Regions from separate parts of the Astyanax mexicanus genome. Here region 2 is linked to region 1. The links are chromatin contacts, called in public Hi-C maps. All regions are on one chromosome and are shown on one strand. Each heading gives the region's core, a stretch centred on a gene start, on an enhancer-like site or on the middle of the called end of the contact. The rest is flanking DNA. Distances are from core to core; before and after follow the strand shown. Region 1 overlaps mgat3b (beta-1,4-mannosyl-glycoprotein 4-beta-N-acetylglucosaminyltransferase b). Region 2 holds the start of mgat3b (beta-1,4-mannosyl-glycoprotein 4-beta-N-acetylglucosaminyltransferase b).

What was found. A called contact is a pair of places that touch in the nucleus more often than the background predicts.
Region 2: a contact with region 1 is called in a Hi-C map of muscle, with 5 times the contacts expected there. The contact joins the promoter of mgat3b here to the enhancer-like site in region 1. A contact is called at or near these places in 2 of 3 Hi-C or Micro-C datasets (both in muscle).

The regions. Positions count from the first base shown.
Region 1 is chr5:32,246,182-32,253,057 of AstMex3_surface, forward strand. It overlaps mgat3b (beta-1,4-mannosyl-glycoprotein 4-beta-N-acetylglucosaminyltransferase b), which reads right to left. Exons shown (of 3, transcript XM_022675528.2): 3 at 6,670-6,876. Among protein-coding and RNA genes, the nearest start is that of LOC111193745, 24 kb to the left of the region's middle. Within about 2 kb of position 1,555, the one cell type or tissue checked has an H3K27ac peak away from gene starts, as active enhancers do.
Region 2 is chr5:32,324,388-32,331,456 of AstMex3_surface, forward strand. It overlaps mgat3b (beta-1,4-mannosyl-glycoprotein 4-beta-N-acetylglucosaminyltransferase b), which reads right to left and starts at 4,727. Exons shown (of 3, transcript XM_022675528.2): 1 at 4,196-4,727.

The DNA.
Region 1 (6,876 bases), core at 305-2,804:
AGGTCTCCTTGATTTGGACTGGATGTGTAATTGTATATCTCTGAGAGGCTGGCTGAGCGAGGCTGTGTCATGCTTCTGTAAGTGGGGAAGAAACCAGGCAGAGGATTTGGGTCTACAATGGGCCTAGAAGAATTAGTTGTGTACTGTTACTTTTTAATCAATTTGTTTAATCAAACGTTAAGCAAGCTTTTTATGAGGCTATTCAACTTAAAAGACCCATTTTTTTCTTCATTTTGCTTTTTGATGTCAACATTTAAACAATTTGTGTGGGTCTGTGTACCAAAAAACATCATTTATAATTCATAATTCATCATTTTATCTCTCTTTGGGACGGAGTGGTCATAAAAAAGTAATGAACAAGGAAGCACAAAAAATAAACACTGCAAAACCTTACTAAAGATAACACTTTACAATAAGGGTACATCAATTAACAGTATCTAGAACAGTAAAAACATTGTTAAATATTTAATTAAAGTCTCAACTAATTATTAATTGACACTATTACATTACATTACTATTACTTAGACATTAGTTAAATAATGTTGTAATGATTAATTAAGTCTAGACTAGTGTCAATCAATAACTAATTAAGACAATTTTTCTTAATAAGTACAAAGTTCATTAATGTACCCTTATTGTAAAATGTTACCTTATCTTAAACAGGTACAATCCTCTTTAATGTAGTCTTAATATGTAATATTTCTTAATATCTCATTTTGAAAAATATTATAGTAATTTTATCAGATTTATTACTTTAAATCCACTTAATTGTTTTAAGTGTTTATCTCACATAAAATAAGTGTTGTTTTCAGTGGAAATTATTGCTTAAAACAAGTAAACATATGTTAGAAATACATGGAATAATCTTATAGTATTCTTACAACAATGTTAATGAGAAATACAACATATTTAGACCAGATTTATGAGAGGATTTCACTTGCAAAGATATAAAGGAATTACAAGAGATTTTTGTTGATTTTATTGTACACTGTATGAATTTTTGATTATGCCTATTTTGCCTATTTTGATTATGCCTATTTATGTGATATTAGTGCTGGAAGTATTAAAAAAATTGGGTCAGTAGGAACCTTTTAGATTAATACCAAAACAATAAGGTTTTAATAATAATAGGTGGATTATAAGAACGACCGCTAGGACCCACTAGGTTCCTCATGTGAAACAGACTAAAAGGGAGGTAAGTCCACAAGCGTTTGGTTGTTTTGGAAGGAATAAAAGCTCTCCTTACGCTTGTATTCTGTTCAAAGGTGACTCACTTGGCCGACATGGCACCTGCTTAGTGGATTTCCAGCTGTGCATTTCCCACAGTAATCCAGTGCACATGAGTGAATGTGCGTATATCTCTCTAACGTGTGCTAATAGTGTTAGATCCTGGGGAGCACACACTAAAAAACACACACACACACAGCACCTCTGCACTGCAGTGGTGTGAAAAACACCCACCACCCACTACACCCCCCACGGGCAGATGTGAGTGGACACTGCAGCCAGAACCTAAACGCAGCAGCTTAAGAGGCCGCAGCAAAACAGTTCTTCTTAATCCTCTTGCCATGCCGCTCACGCCGGCTCAGAGAAACCCGCCCACATGGGGAAACATGAAACTGCGTCAGCGCACACAGGCTGCGGACACACACCACTAATAGAGAGAACCCACCATAAGAACAGAAGGACAGAAGATCCATGCGTGTAATAGGGATCAAGGTTCTTTACGCCATTTAATTACATTCTTTGACCATGCTGGGCAAAGTGACACCAGCATGATACTGTATAATATACTGAATCAATAAAGGTGCTTTAGTTGGTTGGTTTTCTTGAACATAAACCAATGTGCAAACCTTTACACCAATGGACGGTTTGTTAACACTTTTAATTCAGATTTAGCATAAATGTCAAGATTTACTGATTGTTCATCCCTGAAATACAATTATAAACCATTAAACTACAGCAGATTTGGATTGTAATTCTTTAGCTGCATCGTTAAAGATAATTTCTCTCTGTTGACTACATATCATTTGTGTTTAATTAAAGGAGAAATCTAGTAGAAAACTGACTTGAGGTGTATTCAGTGGAAATACATGTTTCTCTACACCCCAAGTCCATTTCACTACTGGATTTCTCCTTTAAAAACAGAAGCATGCTGGTTTTTCTTGCTTGGGTGCAATGCAGGTTTGTTTATGTGCTGAAAAATTAAATAATTAAATAATCTAATAATGTGTCCACTGAGGTGGTCAAAACATCAGTATTAGTAGGACAAAAAACTACAGTTCTTAGATCATTTTTGTGTGCTACATTTTCAGAAAAAAAAAAGAAAAATGGAAAGGAAAAAAAAAACTTTTTTTTTCAGTGACCAACACGTCTCAAAGGCTTAATGAGTTCCTCACACTTATTTCACATCTCTATTAAAAGCCTGGTTTATTATGAAACCAAGAGTTATTCTTTAATGGCATTTTACCTCTCGAGAACCTTTGGCAACCCCTGTGGCTACACAGTATCTTTTTATTTTTATGATTGTAGAGTAGTGACATATCGGGAGCAGTGTCTTGTGTACATACTAATTAGAAATCTATGGTGGGTTAAAAAAGTGTACTCTTTTGCTGGCTGGAAGTATTTGGTTCACAGTTAAACAGACACTAAGAGAACAGATTTTAGAACAGCCATACTCTTTATCTCCCCTTAGGTTAGAGAGATACTTGCTGTTTGGTTATGGGTTCATGTAAACAACCGCTTTGTTAAAGTGTTACTGGAGGCTTCCACTAGAGGTCTCCACTTACCACTCCAGCAAGCACAAACACATCATTTAGATGCAGCTAGCCATTCTTAAAAAAAAGTCATGTCAGAGAATCTCTAATAGAGAGCACAATACCCACTGGAGAATCAATTCTGAGTGAGAATCTGACTCAGAGTCAATGAAAGGATTCATATGGAGCAATTAAGCAAAACCAGAGTTTGTTAATCTTTAATTAAAAATTTACTATTTTTTCAAAACAGAACAATAATGAATGTTTCAGCACCACAGAAATATTCATTAAAGCTTTTAAACTTCAGTTTTAAGCATTTTAAACGTGCTTTGGCTGTTACTTTAGCTTCAGCTAACCTGCCAGTCAGCTCAAAGTAGCAGCAATACTAGCACCTTCTACCTAAAACCTGTTTGCTGTAGAAAAATGTAATGACAAACGTAGGTAAATTCTTGTTTTTTTTTAGTGAAATACTTTATTTTAAATTCCAAAATGAAAGGAAAATCCTATCCAAGTTATTAGTTACAATTTTTATTTGAGATTAGCCTATTAGCTCCATTTACTATCATTCGCATGCTCCCTCTAGTGGTTTGCAGTCATTTTCTGATATAACAGGGGAGATATGAATACAGGATATATATATATATATATATATATATATATATATATATATATATATATATATAGTGCAGCCCTAAACATGTGTACGTGAATGTGTAGTTAACAGCAAGCATCTCTCTCTCTTTCTATCTCTCTCTGCCTGTCACTTATATCGAATAGGCTGCCTTTACAGGCAGGGTAGGGCATCGTCATGGAAACAGTGGCCCAGCCTGATGCAACGGAATGGAGATACACACGGGCAGGCGGGCACGGAGCTGATCAGGCGCCTTCACCCTTCAGCATGTGCGAGTGTGTGTGTGTGTGTGTGTGTGTGTGTACTGTTGGGGGTGAGGGGCAAATGCCAGACATAGGAAATAGATCCCACTGACATGAGGAGCAGGTTATTTTTGGCCTGTCTGTTAGGAAGACCTCAAGGAAGGGGAGTGTTTGTGTGTGTGTGTTATTTACTCTTTAAATATACTATGGGGCAGTTTACTCAGACAAGGATTAAATCTAGTCATGAACTATATTTTCCTTTTAAACTGTTCTGTGTAGTCTAAGACTAGGCTTAATCTATAGTCTGTTCCCATACACTTTAATCCAGGTGTTAAAAAAAATACTGATACTTTATCATATCAAAATAAGAGTTTTTAGTCATATCGCCCAGCCCTAGTGTGTTTGTGTGTGTGTGTCTAAAAAGCGGAAGAATAGAGGGAGGGTATAATGAAAAGGGAAAGCACCTCGTTAGGATCAGGAAACATGCAGTGACCTTGTATTTCCCTTTGCACAGATATTTCAGATATTTAACGTGTATTTTCTCCAGCGGGGAGGTCAGCCTCTTTCTCTTTCTATCTTTCTTTTTGAGACACACATACACAAACACACAAATACACTAAAGCCTCTGTGACCTCAGTGACGGTTTGGTCCAGTCTGTTTCCCATGTTCCTCCCTGCACCGCCTGTACAGTACGTTTCCAGAGGGCAGATGACACAGGTGGTGCCCTGCTGCTTGAGATATCTGAGGATTTCGTTTTTGCTAAAGATACACTACAGAAACCTTTGGATCTGATGTGGCTTCAGTTGGTTCACTGCACCAGGTTATAACAATTAGCTTGTCATACTGATCAAACCTTAAAAATATACATATTAAAAGTCAGTATGACCTTTTTAGATTAATAGCAAACCATACTGGCAGAGTTCAGACGATGCAGATAGTGCCTTGCTTCTTGGGATACGTAAAAAAGGCACAGAAAGAGAGAATAAGGTCGAGTTCATGAATGCTAAATGTTTGTGATCTATCCTGAGAACATCCCAAACCAGATTTGCTGCCCATCCCCTGCCTGACAGAATCCAACATGTTTTTGGTATTCAGGATCTGTGGATTTTTGTTTGTGAAACATCTGTCCAGATAAAAAAAAATTCAGGGCCAAATATCACATGCTGAGTCTGAGTTGCATCTAGGATCTAGTCCCAATTCTGTCCAAACTGCTTGCCCAAGAGAGCTCTGACTAATAAGCTGAGAGAAAACATTCTCATATGATTTCTTAAGATGAATTTTGGTGCACTTGAATTTTTTACTTTTTGGTGTAAAAAAGTTTAAAAACTCCTCAACGGATTCGGAGCAGAGAAAACAAACTATATTTGTAAAAAAACTCTTTCAAACAATATCTTGCAAAATGAAGCTGCTTTAAATGGTTATTTGTGCAGTGCTATATAAGATCCACTTTTTGTTCCATAAAAAAGAACCATGTTTATAACAGAGATGTGTGTGATAAGTGTGAACCTTTACGCCAAATTATGTTCCTTCATTTTACATCAATACAACTTTGGCAAAGAAGTTTAAGGGTTAAACCTGAACTGAAATTGTCTCCTGCCATACAGGATGTTAACATCCGCCATAATTTATTCAGATCTTCTCTGGGAAGGGACATTAACTCACACTGTTCTCTCTTCTGATACTCCGCTCGTTTCTACCCCATCCGCACTTCCTATCCCCTTTCTCTGGAAACTGCTATGCACCTCCACTGAGTTCACCAGTGTAATATTTTTGCGTCTATCCCTGCGCACCACAAGTGCACCACGGCATGCACGCTTGGGCAATCAAAGCCAAGTCCGGAAGTTCTGCAAGAACTGGACTCCTTTGTTAAAGCCTGTGCAGGAGTTGACCAGAGCTCACTATGTCTGCTATGTTCCTCAACTGCTTTAAATCAAGGCAGCTTTCCTAGCGTCAAGATTCCCTCTGGCTACTTCTGGCCATCATTCTGTAGCGGTGCAGAAATCCAACCAACTGACCTGCTGATTTGTTCTGCTTTTGGATGAGCCTCATGCAGGTCTACTGCATGTATTTAATAAGAGTGCAGAAACATGCACAGAAATTTAATTTAATGTGCAATATTGCTGTTCTGATATTAATGTGAAATATGATTAGCTGCAGTGTCTGCGTTCACTATCGACCACTCAGCCTCGCTCTGCCTCCAGCCTAGCTATGCCATGTGAAAAGCTCCCCCTGTTGCTCCAAGCGGGTAATACAATCTAAATTTGCTGTTATTCGCAATGTTCACGCACCTCTGTCTGTGCGCTTTTTAAAAAAAATCATATTGTGATAACAATAATAATGCAATTTATCGTACAGCCCTGATATCCTTCATCAAATATTCAAATATGTAGACAAAGTCTCTTAGTTTCTCTTTAGATTTGGAACTTTCCCGCATTAGCAGAGTTACAACAGCTAACCATTTGCCAGGCGTATCACCGAAACTCTAGTGCAACCTCATCCGAGCATGTTCAGTGCTTCCTGTGTTTTCCAGTGCCCCTGTTCCAGACCTGCGGCAGCTGGGGACCTAAACGCATCAGCAAAATCAGACCAAAATTAGAACAGTCTCTTTTTCTCTCTCGTTCCCTCTTTTGTACAGTAATCCCCCATCTGACTCGCTCACTGCCTCACACGGCCTCGTCAAAAGCTTTCTCTCTGACATAGCGTACACGCACACAAGTATTTTTGTTTTCTGATGAGACATGAATAGGTATAGCTTTCCAAATAGGTTAAAAAAAGCTGAATCTGTAGGAGTTGATGTTTCCTTTTTTTCCATCGTTTGATGTGCAAGCAAAAAACAGGAGTGCACTACGGACAATGAAGTCCAATTATACCCACACACTTTATATTACTCTATATAACACCCTCGCTCTCCTTCCTTCTCTTTCTGTCTCTCTCAATTACTCTTTATCTCTCTCTCTCACACACACACACACTCATACACTCACAAAAAGAATAGGGACACAAAGTAGTGAACCCAGCACAAATGGACGGGTTGATACAGTCCCTGTAGGATTCTGTATATTCGCTGAGTAACAGCAACAGAAACCAAACCAAAGAAACAAACAACCAAAGAAATCTTTTTTTCTCCACAGGATACTCCACAAGGCTTAATTTGTCCATAATTTAAGCCTTGGCTGGCCCCACCCACCTCTGCCAATGATTGGATGGTGGTGTGTGACCTTTAGGGTCTGGTCCAATGAGAGAGAAC
Region 2 (7,069 bases), core at 3,477-5,976, 81 kb after region 1:
CTGAGTCCTACCTAGATGGGTATTTGACCCTTCCTGGGGTAGTAAAGTGGTCGAAGACTCCATGCTTCAAAGTGTGCCATTCACTCCAACACTACAGTCCATATATGGAAAATCATGCAATTTATGAAAAGTACCACATTGTATTATGGCTGCACAAAATTCTGTTGTTCTGCGAAATATATTGTGTAGGGCTGGTTGATATGGTAAATATATTAAAATATTTTTTTTATAATTATACAAATAAATACAAATAAATATATAATTATTAATCACAATGAATACAGCTCTGGAAAACAATAAGTGACCACTTAAAATTATGAGTTTCTTTAATTGTACCAAATTGAATGCCTCTGGAATATAATCAGGATGAAGATGGATGATCACAAGCCATCAAACCAAGCTGAACTGCTTAAAACGTTTGCACCAGGAGTGGAATGAAGTTATCCAAAAACAGTGTGTAAGACTGGTGGAGAAGATCATGCCAAGATGCATGAAAACTGTTATTTAAAAAAACATATTTCTGAACTCTTAAAAGTTTATGAATATAAACTTGTTTCCTTTGCATTATTTGAAGTCTGAAAGCTCTGCATCTTTTTTGTTATTTCAGCCATTTCTCATTTTCTGCAAATAAATGCTCCATTTTTATTTGGAATTTGGGAGAAATGGTGTGCGTAGTTTTTTGAATAAAACAACAATGTTCATTTTACTCAAACATATACCTATAAATAGCAAAATCAGAGAAACTGATTCAGAAACTGAAGTGGTCTCTTAATTTGTTTCAGAGCTGTATCTGTTGTGATTACAATACAGATAAATGTAGACAGAAAACAGTGACTTTAATTTCTCCAATTAAACAGGACTTATTATTCTCTTTAAAATTAAGAGTACAGCTGGGCTACTTGATATACTTTGAAAAAAGTGTATTGTCAATACAATACGATCATCCTGATACATCCTGATAAAGAATTGCCATATTGCCCACCCCAAATATTGTAATATGAAAAAATACAGGAATTTTTACCAAACTTCACCAGACAACAATAATCCAATGTCATAATATAGATAATGCAAACTAGGTATAAAGGATTGGAGTAAAATAAAAGGTATTGGCTGGATATAATCTATATCTGTAGACATTGCTCTCTAAAATTGGAAGAGTTTAACAGATTGTATTGTTGTAATATAACATATAAATGCTGAAACAATGTAGCCTATGCACATGTGTGTTGGCCTATTCAGTCTTCAGTAGAATAGCTCCACCCGTTCATGCTAAAGCTATTTGTTATTTGAATGGGGCAAACAATTCAGGAAAACATCCAATCAGGTGGATGGGTTTGAAGTTATTTACTTATATCAGTCTATAAGAGATGGGTAGCCAAAGCAGCCTGGTCAAACTGCGGGATAAATAAAGCTAAAGGCATAAACCAAGGATGGAAAGTAGTGTTGTAAAAATGAATGATTGCTGTTTGGGGCCATGAAACCGCACAAACATTATAAATTGAGCTTGGTGGATGCAGATATGGCCTATTTAATGTGACATGATTAAAGCTCGGCCTGCCTTTTTCTGACCAAAATTAGGCTATTTATGTTCGCCTTGATTTATCCAAACAGCCACAGAAACTCTGGAACTCTGGAATGGATGAGCTTAGTCCAGATGCTCACAGCACAATGTAATCATATATACTGAGTTTTTAGAAAAATATAGGGGTCAGGGTCATGTGTGTACCCTGACCATCACAGCAAGTCTCTGTAACCTGCTTTCTCAAGGAAAGCTACAGAATAGCAACCTGCCTCAAAACTTCAAACCTGTTTGTTGTGTAAGATGTCAAGAAGGTCTTTAAAAGGAAGAAAAATCTGCATAGGAAAATGTATAGTTTGAAGTGGGCTGATGTGAAATATGCCATTCTAGAGAAAATGACAAGAAAAATGGCAAAAAGAAAAAGTTTAAAGAGTTTAATACCCCTATCTAAACTCCCTCACAAAGATTATGAATGCACTGCTCAATGTCTGAGATGCTGTTTTAGCCTAAAATATACATTCAAACATACACTCAAAGATTCCTTGGCCACAGACTAAATCAGTGCCTTGTTCATCCACTAGACAGTACTACACAGACGCAGACACTCATTAAAGCCAGTGTTGTATTCTGCTCTGTGTGCTAGCCACTCTGTCAGTCTACTGTTGCTGTTTTTAGCTAATTTTTATTTACTTGATCTATCTATAAACGTACATATAGAATGTAGAATGTGTAAAACTAATGTGCCTTCTGGAGAAAGCAGAGTAAAGGCTTTTAATATCATTAACCATATACCCTTCTTGAGATTGCATCAACAAGCCCTTTTTGGTTGTGCTTTCACTTTCATGTCCCTCACAAACTGGAGGCACTCCATTTTAACCTTAAGCTTGAACTATTTTATAACAAACAAATTACACAATCACTACTGCAACTTTAATGTGCAAGTTATGTTTTGAGTTTTGAGTTACTATGTTGGGCTCTAAAACAAGGCCCCTGGGCTTCTCTGCTGTAGCTTGGCCCCGTCACTGGCTTTCAAAGCTGGGATATGCAAAGGGAACTGTACAAGTGTTTAATAAATATGTGATAGTAACAAGTCAATGGCTACAAATACTGCTACTAATGAGTTTTACCTCATTTTCCACCTAAAATACATTTGAAAATAAATAAATATCACAATACAAAGTGACTCATGCAGTCATGCAGTCACCCTGGGTTGGAAGAAGAAATCTGTACATAGAAGTTTAATACTGATTCTTAGACTAAGAGTACTAAGAGTACACATAAAAAAACAATCCCCAAACAAAGAACAACACCAATACCAATTCTAATACTAGTACAGTCACTATTACAACTGCTCAAAGGCCCTATTACAGTCATAATAATAATAAACAATAATAGAAGGGGTCTGTTGCCCCCATGACCCAAGGGCTGTTGTTTGTTGAATGCCATCATCAAATTTACACTGCATTAAATTAGACTTATATAATAATAATAATAATAATAATAATAATAATAATAATAATAATAATAAATGCCGTTTATTATTAAGTAATGCTTATTTTTATCGTTATTATTTTTTTAAGCACAGGATTAAATGGAAAGGATCACTATTACTGTTACTACTGCTCTACTGCTAATAATAAGCCCTAAACTGTAATAATTACTACAGTCCTCTAAAATATACAGCTCTGGAAAAAATAAGAGTCCATTTAAAAATTATGTTTTGTTATTTTACCAAAATGAAACCCACTGGAATATAATCAAGATATCAAGATATCATCAAACCGAGCTAAACTCCTTGACGTTTTGCACCAGGAGTGCAGGCATAAAGTTATCCAAAAGCAGTGTGTAAGACTGGTGGAGGAGAACATGCCAAGATGCATGAAAACTGTGATTAAAAACCAGGGTTAATTCACCAAATATTGCTTGCTGGACTTTTGAAAATGTATGAATATGAGCTTGTTTTCTTTGCATTTTTTGAGGTCTGAAAGCTTTGTACCTTTTTCATTATTTTCACCATTTCTCATTTTCTGCAAATACATCTTTAAATGAAAATGTTTTTATTTGGGATTTGGGAGAAATGTTGTGCCTAGTTTATAGAATAAAACAACAATGTTAATTTTAATAAAACATATACCTATAAATAGTTAAATAAGAGATTCAGAAACTGATTGAAAAACTGAAGTGGTCTCTTATTTTATTCAGAGCTGCAAGTTAGTGACCTGCATTAATGCACATCCACAGGACGTTCATTATACATAAAAAAAATCATTATTTTTGATTTTTTAAATAAAATGTTATGCTCAGGCTTTACATAAAGCAGTGATAGTGAAAGTGAAAGTGATAGTACTATTGTTTCTGCTGCTAATAATAATAATCATTACAGCTATAGCTCCCTGTCATAATAATATTCACAGGCTGTTATAACCCATCCAAATGCAAATCCTGACCTGCCTGCTGCTGTACACTGTATTCTGAATCTCATCATGGCTCTGCTGAAGCACCTTCACATCATCTCCTCCCATCATCATCATCATCATCATCATCATCCTCATCCCCCATCCGCGCTGGATGAGGTGAATCCGCGCGGCTCCCCCTCTCTGGTACCCCACCGCCCGCCCGCACCGCCCGCCTGCCTCTCTGCCCCCCAGCAGCCCCTCTTATGCCGCCCTCACTCACCCATCGCCTGCCTGCAGCGGGGCTCTAGATGCTCGGCGTTGCGGATGAGGCGGTGATCCGGCGGTCAAACAGCATCCCAGGTCTGATTTTCTCCCGCAGCGCGGAGCCTTTGTTCGGTGTGCGGTTTTAAAAAGCACCGCAGAGTCTTCACGGCGGAGCCCCGCCTCGACACAGCCGGTCCCGCTGTCCCCAAGCCCGGCCGCGGCCCATCCCGGAGCCGCGTTGCCGATGCGGAGAGGAAAAGGGGCACCCCCCTGGGTCTCTCTCTCTCTATCTATCCCTCTCTCTCTCCTTCCCGCTGCAGCGATTCCTGACGCTTTCACGGCTCGATCTCCTCCTCTTCTCCTCCTCGCCTCCTCACGTTCTCCCGCTCTCCTTTACCCCTCTCTCGCTCACGAGCTCCGTGTGTCCGTGCGGCTACTAAACACACGACGCCCTAATCTGCGCGTGCGGCTCTCACTCACTTTCCGTTATTTTTGCGTTTCTCCCTTCAAAGATCACGCGAAGAGGGGGCAGGAGGAGGAGGGGGTACAGCAGCTGCAGCTCCTCCCCGTTCTGCTGCTTATCGCGCGTTTTTTTATGTCCCACCCGCATTCAGACAAGCCACGCCCCCGTACAGTACGATTGGTCGTGCTGTGCTTTAACTGTGCTGCGATTGGCCAGTACGACCTTTTCCTTTCTTTTGGTTTGTTTTGCTTTCGACAGCCTCCAAATTTAGCATTAAACAAATTAAAGTAAATTATGAAAACGAAAAAATAAAATACTATATTTTTGTTACATACATACTGTACAGTTACATACAGTACCAGTCAAAAGTCTGGACACATGTCTTCTCATTCAATGTGATTCAGTGTTATCTTTCTTTTCATGATTTTGTACACTGTATATTTAATGTTAAAGACATTAACTTTTATGGCACAACATTTTAGTTTTTTACATAATACTATACCTTATTGTCTTATGTATTTGATTATTTATTTTTAATGTAATGTTACAAGGCATATCTACATCAAGTACAGTATATGTGCAAGAATATGCAAAGAAGTATTTTTGGCTGTTCATTTTTTTTGTAAACTTACTAAAACTGACATTTTTTATTCAATGCCCAGGTAGCTAGAACACAACTACAAGTTTTGGGTGCTTCCTTGCTCTAAAACATGCAGTTGTGTTCTAGCTACCTGGGCATTGAATAAAATTTTTTCAGAAATGATAATTTCCCTTTAAAATGAAAAAGGTCTCATTTAATCGTTTTTTTTTTCTTCATTTTTTCAGGTGGTCTCTAGTGTGAATGAATGACCTGTGAGCTGGTTCTTGTGGAAAAAAAATTATCCGTTTCTCCGGTTTCAGGCTTTTTTAGTTTAGTGGCAGACGAACGTCAGGATTTCGGCTCTTACTCATTAATATTCATGAAATGCAAATATCCCGCCTCTGATTGGCTAACAGCACTGTGACACTCCCTCTAGGACTCTGCAGTGGGTGCTCACGAGCCAAAGTGGGCAAGGCCATAAATCCTAATTTACGGGTTGACCTCAGTCCGTAGGATTTTCCTGATTCACTTGTTTTTCTGTCTATTTTCTTTTATTGGCTAATTCAGGCAATGGGGGAAGAAGAACAGTTTCACATGCAGCATGAATATGCAACTCAGATTACATACATATTAAATAATTCCATATTATGTTCAGAACAAATATTCTTTCTGTTTTGCACAAATACATAATTAATCAATTAGGTTTAATACAGGAGAAAAGTATAATGCATGCAAACACTGCTCTTCATCAGTGGGACAGACAAGCCCCGCCCCCAACCACTCTTGCCTCTCTCTGAACTCAGCTAGATCCGAAGAGGCGGGACGTCAGTATTCCAGAACGGCGGTTGGCTTGTGGGTGCGAACGGCTAACCAATTGGGGCGCGAGAGAGGCGGGGCTTGTCGGAATATGGGTGGGGGAGAAAACAAATTCAACGCTCATCACACCCAGGCAGGGGGAGCGCGGGCTGGGGTGAATAACAACAACATACGTCACGAGCCCCTCTATTTCCCCCTCTATTTCGCTTTACAGTTAACGAACTTGTAAACGTATCCCACATACGTTGACTCAACGGTCATTTTTTTTTTCCAGCGCACATTGAAAACACATTGAAACAACATTGACCCCCGGTGTCAGAATAGGTTTATTTGTTTACATCGATTTTACGTTGATTTAACATTGAGTTAACGTTATAGTTGTATATACAGCTCTAAGAAAATTGAGAGACCACTTTAGTTTCTGAATCTTCTCTGATTTTGCTATTTATATGTATATACGTACATGTTTGAGTAAAATGAACATTTTAGAGACATTTCTTCCAAATTCCAAAAATGGTTTGATGGTTTGTGATTATCTATCTTACTCTTGATTACATTCCAGAGGTTTTTATTGTGGTAAATTCAAAGATTTTTAAGTGGTCTCATTTTTTTCCAGAGCTGTATATGGTTTGTATAACACGTTACTTAATGCAATAAATATGTATATATTGTTTGTATTCTGTTCTTAAAGCTTGTCCTGTAATATTGCAGTGTTTGTGGGAAGCACCTTTCTCCTATAAGCATTAATGCAAGTGTAGATTCAGAGCCCTAACCATTCAAAACCTTTAAATGAAAGTTGATTCAGTGTTCATTTAGAATTTTAACATTAACTACTGCATATTGGGCACTTTTTTAAGTTTAAAGTGATTTAAAGTTTGTATTTCAATTATCAACCTTAAAAAAAGTAATGCAACCAAAGCATTAACTTTTATGTAACGTTCTTTACTATCAGAGATATAGCTAATTGGACAACTGTACCTTGGGGCTGGGCGATGTGGTAAAAAAAATCTTAATATCCTAAAAATATTTGA